4 separate regions of the Mus musculus genome follow, and all the other regions are linked to region 1. The links are chromatin contacts, called in public Hi-C and promoter capture Hi-C maps. All regions are on one chromosome and are shown on one strand. The core of a region is the stretch at or near the end of the contact, and the rest is flanking DNA. Distances in the headings are between cores, read along the strand shown. Region 1 overlaps Gm36904 (a long non-coding RNA gene). Region 2 holds the start of 2310043L19Rik (RIKEN cDNA 2310043L19 gene). Region 3 has its middle 42 kb from the start of 2310043L19Rik. Region 4 holds the start of 1700016C15Rik (RIKEN cDNA 1700016C15 gene).

The links. Promoter capture Hi-C pulls out the DNA fragments that hold promoters and counts their contacts. Hi-C and Micro-C count contacts between places; a contact is called where the count stands out from the background.
Region 2: a Hi-C map of the N1E-115 cell line shows a contact between it and region 1, with 2.3 times the contacts expected there. The contact joins the promoter of 2310043L19Rik here to the enhancer-like site in region 1. A contact is called at or near these places in 1 of 484 Hi-C or Micro-C datasets (the N1E-115 cell line) and 5 of 115 datasets of contacts at active chromatin or transcription factors (astrocytes, double positive thymocytes, embryonic midbrain and 2 more).
Region 3: a contact with region 1 is called in a Hi-C map of cerebral cortex, with 2.8 times the contacts expected there. The contact joins two enhancer-like sites. A contact is called at or near these places in 1 of 15 datasets of contacts at CTCF or cohesin (pro-B cells), 7 of 484 Hi-C or Micro-C datasets (bone marrow-derived macrophages, cerebellar granule neurons, cerebral cortex and 4 more), 9 of 115 datasets of contacts at active chromatin or transcription factors (astrocytes, bone marrow-derived macrophages, craniofacial prominence and 5 more) and 1 of 9 other capture datasets (embryonic stem cells).
Region 4: a contact with region 1 is called in a promoter capture Hi-C map of cranial neural crest. The contact joins the promoter of 1700016C15Rik here to the enhancer-like site in region 1. A contact is called at or near these places in 1 of 39 promoter capture datasets (cranial neural crest), 1 of 484 Hi-C or Micro-C datasets (nephron progenitors), 4 of 115 datasets of contacts at active chromatin or transcription factors (astrocytes, bone marrow-derived macrophages, large pre-B cells and 1 more) and 4 of 9 other capture datasets (adipose tissue, embryonic stem cells, liver and 1 more).

The regions. Positions count from the first base shown.
Region 1 is chr1:177,321,214-177,323,913 of GRCm38.p6, reverse strand. The region is part of intron 6 of Gm36904 (a long non-coding RNA gene); the gene reads right to left. Among named protein-coding and RNA genes, the nearest start is that of Gm36904, 65 kb to the right of the region's middle. Within about 2 kb of position 1,438, at least 142 of the 459 cell types and tissues checked have an H3K27ac peak or open chromatin away from gene starts, as enhancers often do. A contact at or near this core is called in the N1E-115 cell line, bone marrow-derived macrophages, cerebral cortex and 4 more, where this site is marked.
Region 2 is chr1:177,641,539-177,644,307 of GRCm38.p6, reverse strand. 2310043L19Rik (RIKEN cDNA 2310043L19 gene) reads left to right here and starts at 1,365. Exons shown (of 3, transcript NR_037994.1): 1 at 1,365-1,601; 2 at 2,194-2,298; 3 at 2,411-2,766.
Region 3 is chr1:177,683,051-177,686,121 of GRCm38.p6, reverse strand. No RefSeq gene overlaps it. Among named protein-coding and RNA genes, the nearest start is that of 2310043L19Rik, 42 kb to the right of the region's middle. Within about 2 kb of position 1,586, at least 46 of the 459 cell types and tissues checked have an H3K27ac peak or open chromatin away from gene starts, as enhancers often do. A contact at or near this core is called in cerebral cortex, muscle stem cells and stem cell-derived neural progenitor cells, where this site is marked.
Region 4 is chr1:177,728,503-177,731,233 of GRCm38.p6, reverse strand. 1700016C15Rik (RIKEN cDNA 1700016C15 gene) reads right to left here and starts at 1,420. Exons shown (of 6, transcript NM_027077.2): 1 at 1,273-1,420. It overlaps Gm30115 (a long non-coding RNA gene), which reads left to right and starts at 1,159. Exons shown (of 5, transcript XR_373742.2): 1 at 1,159-1,571.

The sequences.
Region 1 (2,700 bases), core at 189-2,688:
GCTATACAGAGAAACCCTGTCTCGAAAAAACAAACAAACAAACAAACAAACAAACAAAAACAAAAAACAAAAAAACCCAAACAAACAAAAAAATAAATAAATGAACAAAACGGGAAAAATGCCTTCACTCCTCTTTTTGAGAACAAACAAGCTTAGACAGGGCCCATAGGCCTTCGAGAGCCCTCTGTCTTTTTGTGCGTGGGAAGACATCACCAAGCCAGGAGAAAGGAAGTCACGAGTTCTGGCTCCAGGCTCAATTCCAGCATGGTGGTGTGTTTTGTGCCTTCAATTAGGAGTAGGGTTACCTCAAACTTCACCATCTACAAATATTTAATTGCCCAGACTCACAGGCCTGAGATAGTAGGTTTTGAGAGGGATCAAATTCCAGCAAAAGGGAAATGTGTTGTTTGGGATTCTTAACAAGGTCCCACCAATGACCAGTTTATCTCCTGGCTTCTACAAACACCATGAAGACTCTCTTTTGTTGTTGTTGTTGTATTTTGTTTTGTTTTTTTTACTTCTTCTAACAACTCGCTGTTAAATTAGCCGTGTCTAGGTAGTTTCATATTACAATCTTCTGAAATCCTCAGTCCTGGAAGGACTAAACCAGGGAAGCAACTGTGTAAACTCAGAGGACTATTCAAGGGCCAAAGCCGGTTCTGTGTGCAGAAAAGCTGCCTCGATGCGCTTCTGTGTCAGCTGCTCAGCCGCTCTGGGCTGGGACCGAATACATGGGAGGCAACAGTGCCCCTTCCTCAGACTACAAATGAAAAGCAAGCCCAGGACGTAGCTGTTTAGGAATGCCCGCGTTGCGATGCGTATTTACCACGGCCCTGCTTAAGCCTCGCTGCGACGCGTTCACAATATAAACAGGAAGGATTAGAGTGACCCGCGTCCCCAAAGACTGCGGCAGCCCGGGAAAAGCTCCGGTTACCTTGCATCCTGCGCAGCCTGCCCCTTGATGACAAATGCCCCAGATTCGAGCATTCTTTTGTAGTTCATGGGAAAGCAAGCTAATCCGTGCAAGCCCGCCCGCACATAGCCCTGTTCCATTCAGCGCTCCCGCACAATGCGCTCTCTGCGCGCCCGGCAGCCCGCAGTCGCAGCTCCTCCATCGCGACCTGGCCCGACCCGCGCCACGGGTTTTGCTGCTTCCCCTCCACTTGCGCGACTGCTCCCCACCCTCTTGGCAGCGGCGTGGGAAAGTCTGCAAGTGGGGGGGGGGGGGTTTGTGGACAACAAAACAAACCAAACAAACCAAAAAAAACAAGACATGCCGGGCTGCTGACCTCACTTCAAAAACTTAGGCTGACCTCAGTGTTCACCTACCCCCAGACCCCCTTTAAACTTTTCCATCCATTCCCACTCCTTCCCATTCCTTTGCATTATTAGTTCATTAGCTCGCCCCACCCCCACCCCCGCCCAAACTCAGGGCCTTGTGCTCAACCATCTAGCCACACCCCTACCCCTGCGTTAGTGCTCTCAATAAGCCAGGCCATGAGAGCTTTTCTGGAGCGAGGAAATCATCACGGTATCTCTGTGAAAGAGGTACATTTCACAGAAGAGGGAACTGAGGCACACATGAGTCCAGTGGGTACTGAAAATGGAAGCAGGCTCCTAAGGGCATGCCTTTCACCCTTAAGCTACAGGTTGCTTTGACTGTCACACACAGATCAATCCCAACACACACAGATCAATTCCAACCCTCAGCCACTGTCAATCTGCAGGAACACATCCGGGTTTCCGTCTCAACAGCCTCCTTCAGAGAGAAGGAGGTCACATGCCAATCCAAAACCGCATAGGCCCACGGGTTGAGTCACTGCTCACTGAAGCATTTGTCACCAGAAAAAGAACAGCTTGTCTAGGCTGGACATCCTGCTCAGTGAGTGCCACTGCTTCCACCTGCTCCAGGTTTCCCCAAGGGAGCTCCCTCCATAAAGAAGTTGCAACTGTTAGCTGTAGCCCAGCAAAATGGAGCAATCTATGATCCCAGCTACAAGAGAGGCGGAGGTGAACAGCCAACTAGGCAGGCCTTAGGCAACACAGCAAGACCCTCACTGGCACTCAAGCTGAGCTTTCAAAAACAAATCAAGCTCAGCATGGTGGCACAAGTCTAAATCTCTGCACCAGGGAAGCTGAGGCAGGAGAATTGGGAGTTCTAGGTCAGCTGGAGAGAGAGACCCTGTCTCAATAAAACAACAAAGTCATGAGCTGTCTGCCATAGCCCTGTTTTCATTTCTGTGGATGAAAGGAGGTTGCTCTCAAGAAGTCTGTTGATTGGCCTCAGGGTCCTGGAAAATGCCTGAGGTAGCCCATGTACCTGAGCATAAACGAAGAGTACAGGTCAGGATGAAGCTGCATTCAAAAATCCAGAAAGCCCGTGTAGACGTTGAAGGGGATGCTAGAAAACTATGCTGAGTATACTGAGGGCCAGCACAAGTTCATACATGATTACAGAAATGAAATTCAGAGGCACACTCAAGGCCCAGCAACACACACACACAATTTAAACAACAAAAAGATTTCAAATCTTACCTTTGAGGGAAGAAAGGAAAGCTAATAATATCCAGGCTACCCTTAAAGCTTTGATTTTATTATTGAGCCTGGGCATGATGTGCGTGTGGGGTGTCATGGTGTCATGTGGAGGTCAAGGGACAGCTTTGTGGATTTGGTTCTTTCTTTCTACTCTTATGTGGATGC
Region 2 (2,769 bases), core at 116-2,615, 320 kb before region 1:
AGAATCACTGTTACGCAAAGGAGGAAACCCTGAGCAGTTTTACCGTCTTTCAGATAACATTGATTTTTTTTTGTTCTCTTTTAAATTATGTGCTATTAAAAAAAAAAACCCCAAAACCTCACTTGGTAACTTTTCTTCTGTGTCTGTATCCTTTCACCCCATACACACAGCCTGTTGTTAGATCTTGTAACTCCTTGTAAAATCCTCTTAGGATGCAGCCCTGAGGTAGTTCCCATTCCTTTCTCAGTTTGAAACCTGCAGCCTTGTGCATGTTAGACAAGTACTCAACCCTGTGAATTGCACCACAGCCCTGACTCCCGGGACTCTAAGCTAGCCTCTAGGTCTTCTATTCCTTCTGGTGGTTCTGTTCCAGTCAGCCTGACTTCCTGGAAGTGTCATGAGCCTGCTGGAGCAGACATGGACCAAGAGAGCCCAACAGCTGGTGGCTCCCCATGTGTTCTCCTGGCACCGATTCATACTATGTGTGGATCCGTAGACAGCCAACCTGTGCTTGCATGCCCTCCCTCTCCTCAGCCTGCCTGCCATCAAAGCTCTGGGTTCTGGTTTAAAAGTTATTGGGAAGTGATAGGAAAACTAGTCCTATGGGCTGAGGCTAGCTCAGTGGTGGGCCCTTGGTTAGCTTGAGTGAGGCTGAGTTCCATACAGCACCGGAGAAAGGCGCGCAGGAAGGAGAGGAAGGGAAGAGCTGAGGGAAGAAAGAGAGCCAAAATGGAGGGTGTTGGGCAGAGACAAGACAGAGCCTAAAGCTGGTGCTGCGGTCTTAAACATCTCCTTTGGTTTTAGGCCTCTCAGAGGCTTGACAGAAAAGTTCACTGCTCCGCGGATTTCTTGTTCTGTTCCCTCAAAGTCCTCAGTTCCCTGTCCATTTGTCCCATCACTGAATCGGCTTCCCTTTGCCAGGCCATGCTGCTGGGTCAAAGTGTGCCTCTCTATTATTAACCTGTTTAACAGCTGAGAACAGTGAAGTACCCAGAAGCTACGTGACCCACCCAGGATCACGTGGCAGTGAACCGGCTGAGACTCACCCTTCTGAGGCTGGTGCTGCCTGCTGCCCTTGGCTCAGGCAGAACCGTCCACAGACATTCACGAGCTCGTGTTACATACAGGGCAAGGTCTCAGTAGAGGCTTCTCCTCTTCCCACTGAGTTCAGTGTCAACACAGCAGTGGAGAGAAGTGATGTGGAATCCTGGGAGCTTTGTTCTGAAGGGTCTCTTGTGGCAGAGCCTGGGGACTGTTGGTGACATTTCCATAAGTGTGACACTCTGCTGGTTGGATTAGGAGGTCCTGGGTAGTAACTGAAGAGTTCACAGTGGCCCTCCACTGACAACGCTATGTTCCAAAAGGGCACAGCAGCTGTTCAGCCTGAGGGATAGGGACAGAGGCAGAAGCAGGCATGCAGGAAGCTCACCCTAGGGAGTGCCTGCAGTGAGCCAGGCACCTTAAGGAGCCTCTCCAGGGATGCTTCCTTTGAGGACTTCTATCCACTCCCAGAACTCACCTGACCAACTCCTGTCCTCCTCCCGCTCTTGTTCCTGGGTGAGGAAATCAAACCCAGAGCTTCTAAGTGGAAAGCAGAGTTGGTGAGTCAGAAGGTTCCAATGCTCTCCCCTCCTCCCCTCTCCTTTCCTCCCCTTCCCTCCCCTTTCCTCTCCTTTCCTCCCCTCCCTTCCCCTCCCCTTTCTTCCCCTCCCTTCCCCCCTTTCCTCCCCTCCCTTCCCCTCCCCTCTCCCCCTCCTTTATCCCTCCTTTCTCCCTCCTTCCCAGTCCCTTCTCTCCTCCTCTCCTTTTTCTTTTTGAGACAGAACCTCACACTTGTAACCCAGGCTCCCAAGCTTGCCTTCACTCCCAGCAATTCTCCTGCCTCAGCCTCCCAAATGCTGGGATTGCAAACACAGTACCATTCCGAGTCAAGAAGTCTTTCTTTGAAGGGACCCGTCTAAAACTAGCACAGATGAGTCCTGTCCGTGCTTTCTTCCTTTCTTATCCAGTGAGTCATGGAAGGAGCCATGGGGAAGTTGGTCTTCTCCTCTAAAACCCTTGCTGAGTTTCCCTCCAGAGTGACAGTGGCTCAGGGGCACCATTTTGGCTGCAGTCCTGTGGAGTTTCATTTTCACATTTTTATTGAAAAATCGAAATCTGGAGAATTAGAGCCTTTCCATATTGATTTTCCAGGAGCAAGTGAAAATTGCATTTTGTATAGGACTAAGGAAGTGGCACCTTGAGTGGTGACAGGGCTGACGTTGGAGATGACGTGAGACCAGGAGAACAATGGCGCTGGTGGGTATAGCCTCTGTAATTTTTTGATGTGACAAAGGCAGGAATGAAGATTGATCCACACCCATGTGACTCGATTTCTTGCATTATGATGTTAATTTCATTTTGTTTTCAGTGAACAGGAAAGAAAAGTGGGAGCTTCAGGGAACAGAAAATTCAAGTTTCACCTCGTAGCATGTTGTGGTCAGGTATCAAGTCCACACACACACACCTCTGCTCTGGCCAAGCTGGTTGCTTTGGGACAATGTGGAGAACCCACTGGAATTCCAACTAAAGTATTCACGTTGAGGCCCACCTCTGTGTTCTGGGTTCAGATCCTGCTGCTACTGTACTCTGACAAATTATATAATTCTCTGAACCTCAATTTTTCATCTGTAAATTGAGGATATTGAATAAGGTAGTAAGACTTGGGCGATTGGATTAAGAAATAAATATTGGCTAACCTAATGAATAAATAAGACGGCTGCTATACAT
Region 3 (3,071 bases), core at 337-2,836, 360 kb before region 1:
CCTGAGTTCAATTCCCAGCACCCACATGGTGGCTCACAACCATCTGTAATGGGATCCGATGCACTCTTTTGGTGTGTCTGAAGACAGCTACTGTGTACTCATATAAATAAAAAAAAATGGATACATCTTTAAAAATAAATCAAGACAAAGGTTTGATCTCTAACATCACAATCACACCAAGACCTTCCTCCCAGCACTGTAAACAGAAGGCACAGGTTCTCAAGCCCCACCGCCAGTCAGGCACCACGTGATCTGTGATGATTTAACTCCTCAAGACTCCTACCCCTTCCTCACGGTTCACTTGATGGCCCTAAGTGGAAAGACCAAAGAAAATGGCTGTACTTACATCACAAAAAACACGAGAGAGAATTTGGCAGTGGGTATATTTAGGAAAGCATATGACTGTGTGGATTTGTTCTCTTTATCTATTCTGAGGCCAGGGCTTTATGCTATATTGGGGTTAGGCATCAAAACAGGTTTTGGGTTTTTGAAGAAATTTAACCAAGTATGAGTTTAGACTCTACTTCTAGGAATCCTTAGTGTTCTCATAGTGTATGTAACGTTTAAATGTTATTATTTTGGTTTGGTTTTGGTATTGAAACTGAACACAAGACCTCCTGCATGCCAAGCCTGGCCTCTAGCACTAAGCTACCCTCAATCGTTAACAGTCATTTGATTTGCTTTATCTTATATAAGCCTCAGAAAAGTATAATAATATTTATCATGAACTCTATTTTACAGATGAGAAGCCAATCATTAGAGTGAAGTGATCTGTTCAAGCGAGAGAGAGAGAGAGAGAGAGAGAGAGAGACAAGTAGTTACTTGGTACTTAAATATCGTCCTGTGTGTGGTTTTCCCAAGACATACTACATGACTTCCTGAGATGTCTTAAATAAAACACCACGGGAAATATTTTTGAAGACCCTTTCAAACATTTTCTGTATCCCTTCCCTAATTTTATAAGGGGCTGGTTTGTCTAGACTTGTATATACCCAGTATGGCCACAAGATGTCAGGTTAATCTCGGTCTTTGAGAAACTGGCTTCATTGGGGCACCAGTAGTAAGGTCCTCTTTTGCTGAAGAAGACAAATGAAAGCTATGAATAAATAATAACAATAATAATAATAATAATAATAATAATAATAATAATAATAATAATAAACAACTAAGGAATAAAGGAAAAACAAAACAAAAGCCCTTAGGTGGCTACATAGGTTAAATAGCAACTTTTCTCTCTTTCTGTTTTGAATCAAGCAACTGAAAGTTCAGATAAGCCTGTGTGTCACTTCTGTTTGCTCTTGGAGGCAGGAGGTCAGGACTTGGGCCAGCCCCTTAGCGAACATTATTCATCTGTCCAGCTCTGGAACAAATGTGAAGAAATGAAGTCGCTTCAGTGAGGGGAGACAGTGTTGTTATTGTTGCTGGTGATGGTTCTATTTGCCAGCAAGCATAAAAACATACTTTGGAATCCAAACAGGCTTGTCAGAGGGAACTTTTGTTCCATGTTTGGGCTGGGATGCTTCCAGGGCAAAATCAGGCGGGCATTTGAACCTCAGGAGGCCAGGAGAGAGCTGCACACAGCAGCCACTGATGGAAAAGGCCAGCCATCAGCTGCAGTTTCATCTGGGTGTTATTTGACTGCAGTCTATGCAGCTTGGGCTGCCAACTGGGGTCACTTCTCTGAATGAGTACTAAGGGGAGGAGGGGGGAGCAGGGCTCTGTAGTCCAGGACGGAGGACTCGTCGGCCACAAACGGGGATAAACAAGCTTAGAAGCTTGAGCTTTTGGAAAGCCGCTCCTCACTTTAGGGCTTTGGAGAGAGAAAGTGGTCCTGATTCTGCAGGATTTATCTGCTGTCGGGTCTCAATTACCCCAAGATCTCTGGCAATGCCTATGGGATCCCTTTGCTACGTGGATTAACTGCCCTGGGGACAAAGCCATCTTTGCTGTGTGTGGTGAGAGTTTAGGGTAGAGAAACTCGTGGTAACGCTAGTCTCAAGAAGCCTAAATTGAGAAAGCCTCTGCCTTTCTCCGCTACTGTTACATAATTTGAGCTGACGGTCCCATCCGCAGCTGTCCCGCTGCCTCCTCCCTCTGCAGATGGGAGAAGCTCGCTGGGTGGACAGGCTTACACTAATCTATCTATTTGGAAGGCAAGATGGTGATAAATTACGACCATGGTGAATATCACTAAGACGCGGTAGAGCCAACAGTACTCTGAATTTTCAGTTCTTCCTCACAACCCTGCTGGACTACCTAGGGCATCACTGAATGTTTTATTTCACCTTGAGATCCTGAGATAAGATAGGCTCTTACTCCAGAGCCCAAAATGTCCCGGTCTGAAGTGGCAAGCTCCCCACAGGAGGAGCCCGTGAATTTCAATAAATGGAGGAGCCTCTTATTTTGTAAATAAAGTAACAGCTCAAGGAAATGAAGTGATTGCGCCAATTATACACCTAATTGGTGGCAGATTAGGGACCGGAGCACAGCCCATTACTTCTGCTTCCTATCCCACTTCTGCTGTCTTGAATTTGAAAATACCTTTCACTTTATTTTAACTTAATTAGTTAATGGACTATTGCTTGGCTGGGACTGGAACTCAGGTAGGCAGATGCTCTACCACGAAGCTGCATCCCTAGTTGGTCTTATTTACTTAAAAACATGCCTTAAGTTAGCCTTCAGTTTTGTTTTTATAGTCAGGCCAGAGGCCGCCACCCAGAGCTGTCTCTGCTTCTAACCTCCAGGTTCCTTCTCATCTCAACCACAACTACCAGGCCTTGTAAACCTTACTGACTCTCAAGCTGAAAGGATAATTTTCAGCATTTAACCTCAATTCGGGCCTTTAGGATGGAATGGGTTTCACAGCATGGCCTGGGGATGTTTTCTAGAAAGAGCCAGATAGTCAATATTTGGGGTTTTGAAAGCCATACCTTACATAACAATTTGAGATGAAAATGTCTTTGTCATAACTACTCAGATTTGAGTTCCCAGCATGAAAACAGCCAAAATACACAAGGCTCCTGTCTATGATCGCAGCACTTGAAAGGGTGAAGTCTGGGAGGACCGTGACT
Region 4 (2,731 bases), core at 171-2,670, 410 kb before region 1:
AGCCAAAATACAATTCTTATAAGTTGATTATCTCAGACTTTGTTATAGTAATGGATAGCTGACTTGGACATCATAAAACATTTTTTTTTAAACTGAAAACATAATATGCTCAGAAAAATAATGCTATAATAGAAAAGGCATCCATAATTTATATATCTAAAGCGGCATTATTTATTTTCTAGAAAATAATCTTTGGTTTTGTTTTTTTTTAATGTTGTGAGATAATTTCTACATTGCCACAGTTATTGTAATTCTTAATCTTAATATTTAATAGTTATTAATATTATAGAATATTAATATATTAATAGTTACCATATATTAATAGTTAATCTTAATGTTTAGTGTTCCCAACACCTTCTAACACCTGAAACCCTTTGGTGACTGATTACATCCAAACCATAGCAATCAGCTGTGTAGGGTTATCAGCTGTGTGTAGATAGTACCTGTTGACTTTCTAGATACATTTTGTAAAGCCCTTTCTCCTTGGAAGAGCTGTGTCTGTATTCAGGACATTCAGGGTAACATAGTCACATGACAACATAGAGACAGCATAGGGGTGTTAGACCTGCTTAGCCCCGTGGCTGCAGGGTTGCTCTGCAGCTGGGTATACCAAACTTTTATAAAATACTGAGAAAAAAAATATTCAAAACATCCCAAGTAGACCACTGTTCACATTCTAAAATAATTTTTAGGGGCAGAGACATAGCTTAACGGTTTCAAGAGCTTGCTGTTTTTTCAGAGGACGAAGTTCAGTTCCCAGTACTCAGGCAGCTAAAACTTCCTGAACCTCCAACTCCAGGGGATTTGCTAGCTTTCATGGCAGGAAGCATGGCAGCAGGTCTCATGTACACATACCCGCACGCAGATATATACACATACCTAACACCTGAGTCGAGTTGGGGGGAAGAATTCCTAGCTTTGCAAAGAATTCCAACCATAAAGTTGTAAGTTGTAAGCACCTATTCAAAATGTGCCAGGTAGTGATGGCTTGTGCCTTTAATCTCAGCACTTAGGAAGCAGATATCTGAATCCGAGGCCAGCCTTGTCTATGGAGTGAGTTCTAGGACACCCAGGATAACACAGAGGAAATCCTGTTTTGAAAATCCAAACCAAACCAAACCAATTAACCAACCTACCAATCAACCATCCAACCCACCAACCAACTAACCAACCAAGCAAACAAACAAAAAGCAAAAGCAATCCTCTCATTTAGCCATGTAGCCACGGAGTGAGAGGAGAGAGGCCCAGGCAGTAAGAGCCTTGCTGCATTACCGGCTTGGCTTGGGCAGCAGTGGGCAGGGGCCTCCTTCTTCAAAGAAGTTTTCCTCTGAGGGCAGCAAGAAATTGAGCCACCTCTGTGTGGGGCATGCTGTGAAAAGTACAAGGCAGAGCTGTGAGACCTGATCCCTTTACATCACTCAAAGGGGATTATGATGCACGGTGGAGTGGAAAGTTGTGCTAAGCAGTGCTGTTCAGGCTTAGAGAAAGCCTGTTTTGAACGTCTCTAACAGAAAGCATAGCTGCGCATAGAACGTAAGGGCAGAAATTGGTGTCAGGGAGAAACCATACAGGTAAGTGACCCAGACTATCAACCACTAAACTTGTTTTTCTACAAACATTGCTTCAAGGGGAACGTAAGGTCAGGGATCTGGTGTTGCATGTGTCCTTTGCAAGTTGGAACTGAGAAGGGCTGTCACAGGGACAAAGGAATCCAGCACTGCCTGGTCTAAAATGACACTAGTCTATGGAAGGCCGCTGCTACTAAAGCCATTGAAAGAGGTTTTTAATTGTTCAGGAATATGATTCAAACCAAGCCACCAACCATCACTGTTGCACAACTACACAGAGAAGCGAGTCTCAGCCAGGAAAGAGAATGGCTGTAGAATGGTTGTTCAGATACCATAGCAAAACTAAGCCCAAAACAAACACTGGCATTGTCTACAAGAGGCTGGCCTGGAAACAGGGCAGGGCTCGATCAAACAAAGTTTGCAAGTAGGAAGAGAAATATTCATCTGCAGCTCCTGATGGCATGGACAGGAAGCCTGGGCCAAGGCTGTTTTTTTTTTTTTTTTTTTTTTTTTTTTCCTTTCAGTCTGGGTCCCACCCTGTAGAATGATGTCACTCACAACCAGGGTGGTTTTCACACTTCCGTTAAGCCCCTCTAGAAACACCCCCTCAACATGCCCAGGGATGTGTCTCCTAGGAGATTGAAGTTGACAGTGAAGATTAGCCATCAGGACAGTTATGACTTTTCTTCTTCAGATTTTCAAGTTTGGAAGTATAATCCTTAAATAACTCTCTCCAGTGTCTGCTGGGGAGTCATGAGCTGGGGACAGCATCTCTTCATTATCTTTCCTTCCTTCTGTGATGATTAAAGAGACTTCTCTCATTTGCATAGACTCTCTAAACATTCCCTTAAGCTGACAGGATGGCTCAGTGGACAAAGACACTTGCCACCAAGCCGGAAGACCAGAGTTCAATTCCTGGGACCCACGTTAATTTTAAAAAGTGAGAACTGACTCCTGTAAGTTGTCCTCTGACTTCCACATGTGTGCTGCATGCTGCTTCCCCCCCCCCAAGTAAACAGGGGTGGGTTGTTTTAAAAATAACACCTGTTTCCAGAATTCAGGTAATATAGAAAAACAAAGAATATTTAAAGTAATATAATCTTCAACCCAGAGAGACTAGTATGCATATCTAATTAATCACTAATTAAATTATGGCTACTACT